Linked DNA regions of Mus musculus: region 2 is linked to region 1. Evidence: chromatin contacts called from public promoter capture Hi-C data. All regions are on one chromosome and are shown on one strand. The core of a region is the stretch at or near the end of the contact, and the rest is flanking DNA. Distances in the headings are between cores, read along the strand shown. Region 1 overlaps Gramd1b (GRAM domain containing 1B). Region 2 has its middle 27 kb from the start of Gm35177.

The links. Promoter capture Hi-C pulls out the DNA fragments that hold promoters and counts their contacts.
Region 2: a contact with region 1 is called in a promoter capture Hi-C map of the HPC-7 cell line, with 2.3 times the contacts expected there. The contact joins two enhancer-like sites. A contact is called at or near these places in 9 of 39 promoter capture datasets (the 3T3-L1 cell line, 3T3-L1-derived adipocytes, the C10 cell line and 5 more), 3 of 484 Hi-C or Micro-C datasets (cerebellum, cerebral cortex and embryonic stem cells), 6 of 115 datasets of contacts at active chromatin or transcription factors (CD8 T cells, bone marrow-derived macrophages, embryonic forebrain and 2 more) and 3 of 9 other capture datasets (adipose tissue, liver and pancreatic islet).

The regions. Positions count from the first base shown.
Region 1 is chr9:40,420,607-40,427,959 of GRCm38.p6, reverse strand. The region is part of intron 1 of Gramd1b (GRAM domain containing 1B); the gene reads left to right. All of the region lies in intron 1 of Gm51668 (a long non-coding RNA gene), which reads right to left. Among named protein-coding and RNA genes, the nearest start is that of Gm51668, 7.3 kb to the right of the region's middle. Within about 2 kb of position 4,274, at least 87 of the 459 cell types and tissues checked have an H3K27ac peak or open chromatin away from gene starts, as enhancers often do. A contact at or near this core is called in the HPC-7 cell line and bone marrow-derived macrophages, where this site is marked.
Region 2 is chr9:40,517,242-40,524,077 of GRCm38.p6, reverse strand. It overlaps a transcript of Gramd1b not described here. Among named protein-coding and RNA genes, the nearest start is that of Gm35177, 27 kb to the left of the region's middle. Within about 2 kb of position 2,782, at least 11 of the 459 cell types and tissues checked have an H3K27ac peak or open chromatin away from gene starts, as enhancers often do. A contact at or near this core is called in the HPC-7 cell line and bone marrow-derived macrophages, where this site is marked.

The sequences.
Region 1 (7,353 bases), core at 3,025-5,524:
AAAACATCCCATAAAGCAAAAGTTATCAAAAACTCTTGACTAGAACAGGATAAGGTGGGCAAGACTAACCGCAAACTGAGAGTCTGAGGCATGGGGCTCATGAGTTTTCAACCAGCTAGGGCTGCAATTGAGACCCTGTCTCAACAACCTACCACAGTCAACCCCTCTCCCCAAATGCCTCACTGGGAATGTATGCTATCTAGTCTGGTGTGGAATATGGCTGGAGGCCAAGTCAGCTGTGACTCTGACCATCCTGCTTTCAGGACCAGTCCATGATGTTACTTCCTTCCGGGCCCTGAGGGCCATGTCAGTTAGCAGAGTTCTTGGTTAGGACTGGTTATATTCCATTCGACTGGAAAACAAGGTAACAGTTCTCTCTCTCTCTCTCTCTCTCTCTCTCTCTCTCTCTCTCTCTCTCTCTCTCCCTCCCTCCCTCTCTCTCTCTCTCTTTTGGTTTTTCGAGACAGAGTTTCTCTGTATAATCCTGGCTGTCCTGGAACTCACTCTGTAGACCAGGCTGGCCTCGAACTCAGAAATCTGCCTGCCTCTGCCTCCCAAGTGCTGGGACTAAAGGTGTGAGCCACCACGCCCAGCAACAGTTTTCTCATAAACCAGTTTTAATCTGGTGCTAAGGGTAAATGAAGTAGGGCAGAGTGGATCAGAGATGGAGAAGCAGGGACCTGAGGGGTTTCTTTCTGGAATTTAGAAATGATTGCAGGCCAGTGGTCCCTGTGACAAATTGTCTGTGACAAGTTTTATGTGTCACCCCCTTTTTACTTCCTTGTCCTCTACTAGGTCCCAAGAACCAGTCCTTCTTTGTAGGGCCTCTTTTGGATTCCTCTGTCCATGAATATTTATGGCAGAGTTCAAAGCTTTTTTTAAGTCTCTCAGACCTTGTGACCTTTCATGATTCCTATATATTTAGCCTTAGTGTGTATTGTATGTATATGTATGTGCTCCTGTGTGCAAATGCTGGTGCCCATGTGTGTCTATGTAGAGGACATGGCTAATGTCAATGATCTTTCTCCATGATACTTCATCTTTTTTTTTTTTGTCTTCAGATAGAGTCTGTCATTGAACCTGAAATTTATTGGCATGGCTTGACTGGCCAGCCAGCAAGCCAAGCCCTAGGGAACTCTGCCTCCTCCGTCCAGAGATCGCACAGCTTTTATGCGGGTGCTGGAGACCTGAGCTCACACTTGCCCTGCAGGGACTTAACTGACTGAATCATCTCCCTAGCCCCATATTTTAAACCTTTTCCAGAGGTTAAGCCAGAGGGACATCTGCAGTGGGTAACAAAGTTAATATTGGAAAGTCTGAACGCAAAGGTGAGAACAGGCATTGTGAATAGAGTGTGGTCTTGGGTCATCTGAGAGGGAAGCGGAGGGCTCCAGCTTCTGCTGAAATGCTCCTGCAGTAGGTCAGTGTTGCTCTGGGAGAGTCAGGTGCCAGTCGACTCCAGGCTGGCTTCTAAGTCAAGCTCCTGAGGGTTGCTGGCGGGGGAATGAAGTTGGCAGGGGACTCGGATTGTTTTCTATGCTTGTTTAAGTGAAGAGTCCAGCCAGCCAGCAGGACACAGAATTCTGCAGCTGGCCTGCCTCTTGTGAGTCTTGCCCTCATGCCTCACTAGAATGGTAGTGGCCTCTGCGGTCTCCAGACCCCTTTTGTGCTCCAGGCCAAGCCTTCAGTGGCCTCCTAGAAATCACAGAAGCCTCAGACCTGGAGCAAGTCCTACTCTGTCCCAATTCATTGTTCTTCCCTATTCGGTTTGGCTGTAGGTTTTGTTTTTCTACCCCCCCCCCCCAAGCTGGCTGTTGAGATACACCTGTTCTTAAGTGTAAGTTTTTGGTTTTTGGTTTTGGGGTGTTTTTTTTTTAACACGTGATCAAGTGACCTCAGTGTCTATGTCACCTGAAAAACTGTCTCACTGTAGTCATTGAAGGTTCTTGTGACGTGCGTCAAGGCTTCTGCTGCCTCAGTCAACACAGCACAATGAATGTCCAGGTCCTTCAGAGTCCCCTGTCCTTAACCTGAGATCAAACCTGTTCCAAGGCCAATCAGTTCTAAGACCTACTTTGTGAAGTTCCAGGTGAACACTGGGGTCCTATACTGTCCCGGCTCAAAGGGAAAGAGCAGAGAATTCAGAGGCAAAAGCCTTTATTTTCTAGCTAACCAACTGTTTTATCTTAGACACATCACATATCCTCCTGAAGTCTTTTTCTTCTTGAAAATAGAGATCAATGTATATATTTCATTACTTTGTAAAAATTAACATGGGGCCAAGCTTGCTAGCACATGCTTGTAACACTAACACTTGGGAGACTGAGGCAGTAGGGTCAAAGTGTAAGGCTATCATTGGCTGCACGGAACCTTTAAGGTATTGTGTCTTAAAACAAAACAAAACAAAACAAAACAAAACAAAACAAAACAAAACAAAACAAAACAAAACAAAACAAAACAAAACAAAACACCAAGGTAGTAAGGCTTGAGCTGGAGAGATTGGTTAGCGCTTAAGCACAACTATTCCTCTTGGAGAGGACCTGAGTTCTGTTCCTAGCACTTTCATCAGGTGACTCCTAACTGCCTGTAACTCCAGCTCCAGGGTAATTCAGTGCCTCTGGCCTTCAAGGGCGCCTGCACTTTACATGAACAGTTCTCGCCAGCATACATAGAATTAAAAAATTAAATAAATCTGCCCTCCCCCAAAAAAAGAAAAGCAAAGCAAGACATTATACATTGTTTTAAAATATAACAATATGCTTCTACAAATTAATATTTCCACATATGAAAATAGTGTGCATTAATCACATACAGCCTCCCTGGAGCTGCTGAGATGGCTCAGACACTTGCTGCCATGCCTGGTGACCTGAGTTCTATCCTTGGGACTCACATGGCCCTAAGACTGACTCACTCAAGTGCCAGTCATCCCTCTGACCTCCACTTGTCTGCCACACAAAAGTATTTTGTGACATACACCAAATAAATACAAATATAATTTAAAAGATGATATGAGCCTGGAAAGAGACATGCCTAGAGTTGCTTGCTTTATTTATTCATTGTTTGTTTGTTGTTTTGCTTTGTTTTGGAAACAAGGTTTCATTATGTAGCTCTGGCTGTCCTGGAACTCATTATGTAGACCAGGCTGGCCTTGAACTCACAGAGAGCCACTTGACTCTGCCTGTTAGAATTCTTTAATGTGCCACTATGCCTACCCGGCCTGTTTGTTTGTTTGTTTGTTTGTTTGTTTTGAAAAGCTGCTTTAGAAGGTCATAGGAAGCACTCAGAGCATATTTGTGTTCTGTGGTGGAGTGATGTCAGCTGGTGAGAGCTCATTATATTTGTCATTTCCCAATGCTAATTTCAGTGACATGAGAAACCAGCCATGGTGAAAGTGTTTACACCACAGAAATTAGCAAATGATCCAAATCAGTGAATCTCGTCTGGTTTGCGAACATTTATTAGTGGAGTAAAAGAGACAAAAGTCTATCTTAATAGAGTGGGGCTCAGTCATTTGCAAACCGGAGTTTTGCCTCTTCAAAAACCAAACAATCAAAACCAAACCAAAGAAGCGATAACATATGCCATTCAGGTCATACTTGGGACCCGGTGGGTCAGAAGCCAGCATGAGTAAGGAGTTAGGAAATGATTTTTCAAACAGTCTCCAATTGATACAGCCAGAAAAGGCAACAGGAAGTGATCAGGAACATATAGCCTCCCCATACCTGCCTGTATTAGCCTACTTCCTCTGTCGAGTTTCTTATCCACTTTTCCAAAAAGTAACAATGGCCAGGAAGGAAGTGTTCAAAACATGGGCCTCAGGAAACATTTCATATGTAAACCACAATACAAGACAACCCATCTTGCATTTCTTTGAATTTTCTCAATCTGTGGTGGTTGGGAAGGGTTAATTGATGTTGTTTTCAAGTTCTGCATGGTAGTTAGGTGTCATTGACTAGAAACACAACATGTATGTACATTAATTAGAACCAAGTAATGTGTGTGTCTTTCAAACATGGCAGCTGTGGAAACAGTTTAAGGATTTTTGTTGGCAAGAAGCTAGGGTGTTGTTTGGAGCAGACAAACGGTGCTTGTATGTTGTCTTCTACTCCCGTGAGAGAAAACAGATGGAAAAGCAACTTGACCTCCTCTTTCAGATTAGGGAACCTCAGGATCAGTGTGTTTGTCTCAAATGAAGGTTGTGAGGTGGCGTATTGTGGCTTCTACTTGCTTTCATTTTGAGCCTTTCCTGTGTGAGCGTACTAGCTGAGATGAGCAAGGGCTTTTCTACAGGAGGGCGCACAGGATGTTAACAGCAGGAAGTAGAGAGATACTTGTGGGGGCAAGGTTTATGAGGCCTGCTGTCCAGAGTCTTGACCAATCCTCGAAGACTCCAGGTTCTGAGAAGGGACTTGGTTGACCGCATTACTTCCTGAGTGAAAGATTCACTTCTGAGTGACCTGGTTAATTTGCATTTAGTCTTTCAAGAGTGCCTAAGATTCACTGTGAAGCCAAGTAGTGGCTGAGGCCAAAGCTGCTCCTATGATGGTAGAAACTAGGGGGAAAGCCGTGTGCTGCTTCAGCTAAGAACAACGGAAGGGAATTGGAGCTGAGACAAACTCTCTTGCCCCTTTCTCAGAACCCATCCCAGGAATGCAATGGGGTGAGTATAATTCTTTTAATTGGTGGGATCAGAGGTCTAGAATTCTTTTTGTTGTTTGTTTGTTTTGTTTGTTTTTTTTGCAACAGGGTTTCTCTGTGTAGTCCTGGCTGTCCTGAAACTCACTCTGTAGACCAGGCTGGCCTCAAACTCAGAAATCCACCTGCCTCTGCTTCCCAAGTGCTGGGATTAAAGGTGTGGGCCACCACGCCCGGCTAGAGGTCTAGAATTTTATTGTGGCTGAAGAGTTCTTTGATCTTTGTAAAATAATAATAATAACAACACAGCACAAGGCATTGAATAGAATATTTCTTCTTTCCTCAGCCATAGTCCAATTCTCTGTGTTTGGAGTAGCATGTATTGTGATTGGCATGGAGATCTGAAACTCATACCATTCGATAGGAAGAGCAAACAGTGGGCAGGCTCAGCCTACTGCCAAGTTTTGCTCCTGGTGTGTACTTGAAGAGCCTCAGTCCTCCCTGCCACCCTCTGATGAACGTCCTGCTAAGTACGAAGCACAGCTCCTGCCCTTTCATGATGGAGCTCTAGGTCATGCCTTTGGCATGTGTGTAGGACAGCGGAGGGTTGGCAGTAGGAGGCAGCGGGTGGTTGTTGTGATGGCCTCTTTGTTTCCGTCTCATTCTGATTGGCACCACCAGATCTCAGCATTGGTGCTTCTGTTCTTGAAGCAACAGTCGCAGATGGCCCCTTCTGTGCCCTGGAATGTTGAGTGGGATCCTTTCAACCCTGGTATCAGGAAAACGTGGAGGGACAAGGAGGCAAGTACCCAACCTATGTTGATTTGAAAGCACTCAAAAAAAGGAGTCTTTCTGAACGGGCTGGTGGGATAAGCGTGCCCTTTCACCACCCGGCAGTGTTAGGCACTTAAAATGGAAAGAAATGACAATTAAAATGGGCCTTTCACTTTCAAATGATTATTAGTTATAGTAGAAGATACAGTGAAGTGAAGTGATTATCATGTATATTTTTTGAGACACAGTTTTGTTGTGTAGCCCTGGCTACCCTCAAACTAGAGTTCTTCCTGCCCCTGCTTCCCAAGTGCTGGGATTACAGACGTGTGACACCATGTTTGTCTGTGAAGCAAATTATTTATTAGAATCCATCTAAGCATGCCAACCTCGAAAAAGGCCATTTCAGGATGACACATACTAGAATGTAGGCGATAGCCATCCGGAAGACTTCTTTCCTGAAGATTTTAATTTGGATGAATAATGGAAGACATAATATCTACATACATAGTGTGTCTACTCAGTGCCAGCCTGTCTTGGGAGTTTTAGTTGAACTCCTGTAACACTCCAATAATGTGGATGCTATTTTGTAATATGGAATATCTTTTTTTCCCTTTTTTTAAATTAAGTATTTTCTTCATTTACATTTCAAATGCTATCCCAAAAGTCCCCTATACCCTCCGCCCCAACTCCCCTACCCACCCACTCCCACTTCTTGGCCCTGGTGTTCCCCTGTACTGAGGCATATAAAGTTTGCAAGTCCAATGGGCCTCTCTTTCCAGTGATGGTCTTCTATAACATATGCAGCTAGAGACACGAGCTCTGGGGGTACTGATTTGTTCATATTGTTGGTCCACCTATAGGATTGCAGACCCCTTCAGCTCTTGGGTACTTTCTCTTGCTCTTATATTGGGGGCCCTGCGTTCCAGCCAATAGCAGACTGTGAGCATCCACTTCTGTGTTTGCCAGGCACCGGCAGAGCCTCACAGGAGATAGCTATATCAGGGTCCTTTCAGCAAAATCTTGCTGGCGTATGCAATGGTGTCAGCATTTGGAGGCTGATTATGGGATGGATTCCCAGGTGTGGCAGTCTCTAGATGGTCCATCCTTTCGTCTCAGCTCCAAACTTTGTCTCTGTAACTCCTGTGGAATATCTTCTAAGGATTGAAATTGAGTGTACTAAGTGGTCCTCCACAGAGTTAAGATAGAAGCAGCCAAACACTAGAACCTGGGGCTCAATCCTTAGGCCAGCGTTGCCCCGGGACAGGGATCACTGGGTATACTGAGCAAAAGGAAGAAATAGAGTGAGTTTGGTACAGGTCAGAGGAGTAAACTCAAAGGCGGGGACACGAAGCATGGGTGGAGTGGAGCTACAGGTAAGGAGATGAGGTCGCTGCAGAGTGACACAGCAGTCAAGCTCGGAGTTGTTATTGTTAAGATAAGAGTGTGACCTTTGCTCCAAAATTATGTGAAGCCCCAAGTGTGTGTGCGCGTGTGAGTGTGCGTGTGAGTGTCCAAGCATGTGCACATTAGGCAAAGCTCTCTAACCACTGAACTCTGTCCCTGGGCTAGTCCCAGGATTTTCAGCCAGGGAATGGCCTGCGGCAATGGAATCACCCTTGTCCGGGATATCACTGTCTTTGTGGAGGGTAGGCTGGAAAGGGGCCCAGACTGGCAACAGGAAAAGCAGTTGAGAGCCCATTAAAGTAATCTGGGTGTAGAGTGCTGCGAGACAGGTCTGAGCAGCTGGGTGAGTGACGAGTAGACCATGGGGATCTGGGAGACAGAGGGAAGTGGAGTCCGCCAGCCTTGATCTCATAGTGAAATACAAAGAAAGGAGGAGAGACCCTGAGGTCAGCGATGGACCTGCCCACCACAGAGTCCTGTTCCAGGTTAAGAGAACCCTGTAAGATACGATAATAGATACAAGGGTTGTGGCCATTCATT
Region 2 (6,836 bases), core at 1,533-4,032, 98 kb before region 1:
TGGTGGCTTTATCTAGCAGATAGACTAACACACGCTGAACAATATATTTTGACTTGTCAAAGATCAGAAACAGCATAACAGAATCATCAGGGCTGGTCTCCTCAAATGTATGCCTAGCTATGATGAGAAATGGGGTTAAAATAAGTTTCTCTATTCCCATTCCTTCTTCCTAAATATGATACTTTTCAAGACACCTGTATGCCAAAGATGTGAGCACGGCATGCCAAAGCTAGCTTCGACTCTTGTTTGTGAAGCCTGATATTGCTTAGCAACACTCAAATTTAATTTAGGCACCAAGCTTCGGGCTACTTTGAATATCTGTAGTAAAATGGTGACAGTGGGATCAAACCTGGTCCCCCTGGTCCTGGCAGAGGATGAAAGAGTGGCACTGGAACAGTGTGAAATGAGAGACAGAGGAAAACAGATTTTTACACTTTCTAAGGGTTTTCTTCCTCTTCTAGCGATGGCAAGTAATCTGTTAAAGGATTAGAATGGAGGCTTTTATGAGTCCCTGGGAAGCGACCTTGTTTCCTCCTCTTATCTACTTGAGCATCTAGCTCTAGGAATTATGGCTAGGACAGAATGTGTCCTTTCCCTAGTTCCATTCTGTTCTTGCTTATTTCTGTCACAGTTTTAAAACCACATCTTCCATTAATATACCTCTGGCAGGAATTTATTAGTCAAGAAACAAGGTGGGTAATGAAGATACAGAACTGAAGAATGTTTGATGTTTTCCTTCAGAGAGCTCGTGGTCTAGTAAAGGAAGGCAGTGTATGAGAGGGAAAGCTACCATAGTAATGACTCCATGGAAGGGAGTCTCCGGGGTCATGGGGACACTGAACCCAGCAGTGAGCAGAATAGCCTGTGGGAAGCTAGGAAGGCCTTTTCAGAGTAATATTTGAGCTGGCTTTTAATGGGTGAGCAGGTGAGCTGCAGATGGAATGAAGGCATCCTTCAGCCAGAGGGGACAGTGTGCACAAACAAAGGGGATGGCGAAGTAGTTTATGTGTTTGTGGGCTGTGAGCCAGGTTTGCTGTAATGGGGGTGGGGCAGCCAGTCTGCAGTGGAGCTTAGAAGGCCCAAGTGTACAACCTGCATTACATGGAGGCTGAAGATTATTTTTAGTGAGAGACTAAATCAAGATTTCTTGTCTGAAAGAAAGATAACATGTATGGCCTTGTGGGTGTTAAGTCCCAACAGGAGGAGGCTCAAAGTTAGGGTCAGGAGCCATAGACATGAATGCTGGGGTATCCAGGTGAGACTTCCTGTGATAAAGAAGGGTGGAACATGCCATCCAGAGATGAGAGGAAGTTTAGAAAAAAGTCATCAAAGTTTGATATTGGATGGGCAGTGGAAGCTGAGAGAGGCTAGTGGGGAATCATAGCATGCACAAATGCTCATCTCACGATCTTTGCTGGACCAGTGGCCATGACTCGGGACAGGAGGCTCAGGAACGATGTGGGGTTGGAAAGTAAACTGACTACAAAAGAGTTTGGGCAGGCTAAGGATAAAGTGGGTCATTTGTAAACTTGCTAAAAGAGTTCCAATAAAGGTGGAAGGAAAGGAAGGCAAGCAGGGCTGCTCAGGGCTTAGGAAGAGTTCAGGTAGAGAATGGAGTCGGTTAGCATCTGAAAGAGGGAGAGATGTAATGACAGCTGACGAGACTAGAGAATGAAAATGTTTCAACAGAGAGAATCGTGGCCAGGCGTGGGAGCACATACTTCAAATCCCAGCACTCGGGAGGCAGAGGTGGGCGGATCTCTGTAAGAATGAGGCTGCTCTATGTAGTGAGATGAGAGAGAGAGAGAGAGAGAGAGAGAGAGAGAGAGAGAGAGAGAGAGAGAGAGAGAGAGAGAGACACAGAGACAGAGAGAGAGAGAGAGAGAGAGAAGCGCTATGCAAACTCTACAGAGCTACTGAACAGAGTGAAATCAGAAATCAGAAGCACTGTGTAGAAGAATAATGAAGGACAGCCAGGATTTATGGCCTGTGTAGATGTATAGTAAGCATTTTGTATTTTTGACTTAATTTTTATTGAAAAAGTTATAAGAAATAATTACCTTTTTTATGAAAAAGGGGAACATTTTCAAGAGTGAGTCCTACTTTTAGGAGTGTGTGGAGGACCACCAGGAGAGAACTTCTCTCCCTTCTGTGATAAAGGGTTGCAACCTTCCAAGAGGAAAAGTGGGAAGGGAGTGGAGGATTCCAGAAGAATGGAAAGGCTCTGAAGAGTCAAAACCATAAGTCGATGTAGATTAAGAACAACCCTATATAGCATTCATGGTCAGGAGTAGGGACAACCCGACATAGCACTCACACCAGCAAGAGTAAGGACAACCCTACATAGCACTCACATGGGCAGGAGTAAGGAAAACCCTACATAGCACACACCGGCAGCAGCTGGAAGCTCTCTGCCATGACTCAGTCCTGTAGAGTCCAATCAGGAGTTATTTTGAAGAGTTTCTGAAATGTTGCAACCTTTCCTCCACCTTAGACTTTGGAAGGCCTAGCTAGTCAACAGGGTTCTTTCTTCAATGGACTGCACTATTTTAATTTCATGTCAGGCTGCTTTAGAATACATTTGTCCAGAGATCACAGTTCCTGGCTCTCATTTCATGAAATTTCAGGTTCACGAAGTAAATGTTCTAGGCCATTCCCCATACTTCCTCTTTAGCCAAACAATATAATGGCTTCCATTTTTGCCTTGCATACTCTGTAGTGTTGATTCACCACCCCGTAGTCATGTGCTTTCCGCAAGCTTTGACATCCAGAAGCCAGGCATATGACAGACCTGCTGAGCCAGACAAAACCTTTTCCTGTCACTTGGGAAACAGCAGCAGCGGGCAGGAGAATTGCCTGTCAGACCCATCTAGTACAGTTCTCTGTGGTTTGTCCGTCCTTACTGGGTCTCAAACCACCAGCGTGTCTTAGTATTTATAACCTTCTGCAGCTTGGTGCAGATGCAGGTCTATCCCACACCTTGGTGCAGATGCAGGTCTATCCCACAAGGCAACAGCAAAAGGAAACAGGTCTCTAGGTATCTGTGAACAGTTGACAGCATTCAAAATGAGCTTTATAAAATCAGCAGGGGAGGACAAAAGTCAGCTGTGTTTTGTTGGCCTGTTTATTTGTTCACAGAGCACCAAGCAAGGTTTCAGGATGCCCCTTCTGTGTCAGTCTGTCACCCTTTTGTACAGGTGGTTCTGATTTCCCTCCCTGCTATCAAAGGAGAAGACGAAATGTAATTACCCAGGCCTTCAATTTTCACGTCAAACACAATTACACAGAAAACAATCCGATAGAGTGTGTCTTTCCTAAGAGCCAGGACCTGTTTTGATGGTAAATTCTGGAGAGTAAATGCTAAAAGTTAAGATCTCAGTATGCCGCTGTGGGGTTCTCTTTGTGTACTCCTGGCTAGTTAGGATCCTTGAATCACTTCATGTGACCTTTTGCATGGGAGGAAAATGAGGCTCACGGAAGAGCCACTTAATGAAGTTCATAAGTCTGCTGGTGATAGGCGTGGGACAGGCTCCTCTCCCATCTCCCGACGTAGCATCTAGTGTTCCCAGCTCTCTTCTTCACCCTCCAGATGCTGGAGAAGGGTAATTTGAGGTGGTTCGGAATAGTGCTGCCATGTAGGTGGCAGTTGCTGGTTATCACAATATTCTTGTCCCCAGTTTGCCCAGTGGGCAGATTATGCTATGACTTTACATCCTGTACCCCTGGAATCTGAATCTTCCTTCTCCTCCGCTCATTATCCGGTGACTGTGTGCTTAAGGGAGAGCAATTTGAGCAAATGGACTTTGTTTTTTTAACATGATTCATTTCAAATGCTTGTAATACTAATAATAGATTAAAAATTAGTGTTTTGAGGAGCTGGGAAGATGGTTCGATGGGCACGTGTTTGGATCCCTAGCACCTCTGTACGATGTTGGGCATGGCAGCAACCCTCTGTCACCTCAGTGCTAGCAGGGCAGAGCAGGTGGATCACCAGAGCTTACTGTTCAGTCATTCTAGCCATCTCAGTGAGTTTCCATTTCAGTGAGAGATTCTGCCTCAAAAGTAAGTTGGGGAGTAATAGAGAAAGGCCCTCTAGATCAATCTTGGCCTTCATAGGCATTTACACACACATGTATGTGTGCATGCACACATGCCCCATAGATAAAGTAATTACTTTAAAGTTAGTCTTTTGATTTGGGGTGGGGCGTGGCAGTCAAGTCCAAGGCCTCGCACATGCTAAGCGAGTGCTCTATCACTGAGCTACATGCCCAGATCATCTTGGGATTATTTGTAACAACAGAAATTTATTATCAATAGTTGATACTAACCCTTTCTAAAGGTCAGTGGCCTCTTCTAACAGTCATAACTGTAGAGCCCGTGTAGAGCTGTTTATAGCATCTGACTGGTCTTCTAGACAGACTGTTTGGGGGTGTAGATAGTCCTTGCATGGCACAGACATGGTTTGTCATGACCAGAAGTCACTTATTTCTCAGGTTTCTGACTTGCTAAGGGCTGTCTCACTACTCCAGCGTGGGCATCTGAATAAATGTGGTTTAGCTTCGCCTTCCTCTTTCAGAAGAGGCAGACAGTCTGCAAAGTCATTGTTGGAATCTTGTTGGTCATGGTGGTGGTGTACATTCTGTTTGTTACAGAAACAGACACTAAGCAAATGTCTCTAGTACTGGGACTTGGGGGGGGTGTCACCCTACAGGAATACTAGGAAAGCCTAAAGTACACATAAGAGGAATCCCCAAAGTGCTTCTATTACACATATAGGTGCGAGAAGATAACTTGATGATGGACAGGTTCTCATGGTTGGGAACCAGGTAAGAGGCTCATAAGAAAAATATATCCTAAGTTGGAGAGATGGCTTGGTGGTTGAGAGCACTTGCTGCTCTTGCAGAAGACCTGGGTTCATTTTCCCTTCATGTACACAGGGACTCACAACTATCTGTAATTTAAACTCCAAGGGATCCAGCACCTTCTGATCCCTGCAGGTAGCAGGCCCATATGTGACGAACTTACATAATGCAGGCAACACAGTCATCCAAATCAAATAAATACATCTAAATGAAAAGGAAAATAAAATTCCTGGAAGACTTTCATTTTTTTCTCCTTAAAACATGACAAAAAATATTATGGAATACTTGAAGAACTCAGATCGTCCCCTTTTGCCAACACTTGGAAGTTCTTGGAAGATTCGTTTAGAGATAGCTCAGTCATTCTGGGCATTTTGATTCTGTAGTGGCAGATTATTTTGTTCTCTGATATTTCCTTCCCCAGGGGGAGTTCCATATGGACAAACTGTGAGTTAACAGCCGTGTAGACATCCATGGTAATAGCTTTACTGCATAGGTACTCAGACATGCTAGTGATGACGAGAAGGTGGCATGCTGGGAACGTCAATGTAGCATTGATATCTGCTTCCACTAATTTCCTGGTCTGTTCAAATCCTATGAACTGCTTCCAAAATGTTAAAGATGATGTGTTTGTAGTCTGGATTGTTCCTCTGTTATCTGTGTTAGTGTTTCTGTCTGTTCTTAGGTAACTCATTGAATAATATGGTGCTTTGTCTGTCCACTCCTCCTCTCTCACAAACAAGCCTAGTCTCACTCTCCAAGACAGGTGATTTTGCTGCGGAGCCTTGGGAACAGAAAATGGCACTCACAATAGTCATTACTCTCCCACGTATAAACCCTTCCTCCCTTAGAATGAGCCTTTGTCTCTGTTCAGGCTCCAACTGAAATCACAGTCCGGAGTTTCAAGGTGTCTTCTCTCAGACATGAATGTCATTAAGGTCCAGAAATTTCCAGCCACAGATTTACTATCTTTGAATTAAAAGCCCGAGAACAGATTACTGCACGCCTCTAATGCAGGAAGAGCAAGTTAAAAACAGCTTGACATCCTCTCGATCACTGACCTGTGAGCCTCACAGCCTTCCAGTTTTATTTTGATAAAAGCCTCCAAATGTGCTTGTTTGTGCTTGGTTAAATCATTGCAAAGCAATACACCGCAGCTCTCTGCTTTTATTTCTAGATCATCCCAGTGTAGGGCTAATGGACTCGCACTCTGACTGAGTGCTTGGGTGATGAGATGATGGATGGAGGGGAAGTCATCTTTGGAATGAGCTAAGTTAAAACATCATTTAAAGCTCTGTTGCTGAGTTGCCGTCACTAGCATTTGTCTTCCCTAGTGTCACATGGAACAAAGTAATCAAAGGGTTTCAGCGAAATATTCATTTGACCTTGGCATTGACTGAGGTCTAATCTGTGTCTGAAGAATCACATTCATCGTGATCCCTGATGTCAACAACAGTATTTTATTGGAAAGTTTATCCTGGGCTAAAGACCTAGGTAACCATAGAATGTTCATGGTCTCACTTAATCGCCGTCACGGAAATGAGTCAGTACCATCAATTTCCCAACTTCTCAAGATTTGGGAAGCTAAAAGATGTCTTCAGGTCACAGAGGTAGCACATACCATTGAGGTTCAAATTAGGGTCTCATTGCAGGATCTGAGTTTCCAACAGGGTTGTGTCACATGAAACAAAACAATCAGAAATTACCAGACAGCTCTTCTTTCTAAGATATGATACTAAATTTATGGGGTGAAGGTAAAAAGTAGCATAAGTTTTCAAACAACTTGAAAATTGCCATGCAAGAAGCCATTTAAAGCAACTAAAAGGAGCTAGAAAGATAGCTCAGTAGGTAAAGGTCCTTCCCACCAAAACAGATGACATGGATTCTATTCTCAGAACATATATATCAGAAGGAGAGAACCAACTCCTGCAAATTGTGGTCTGATTTACACAAGTAAACTGTGATACATACATGTCT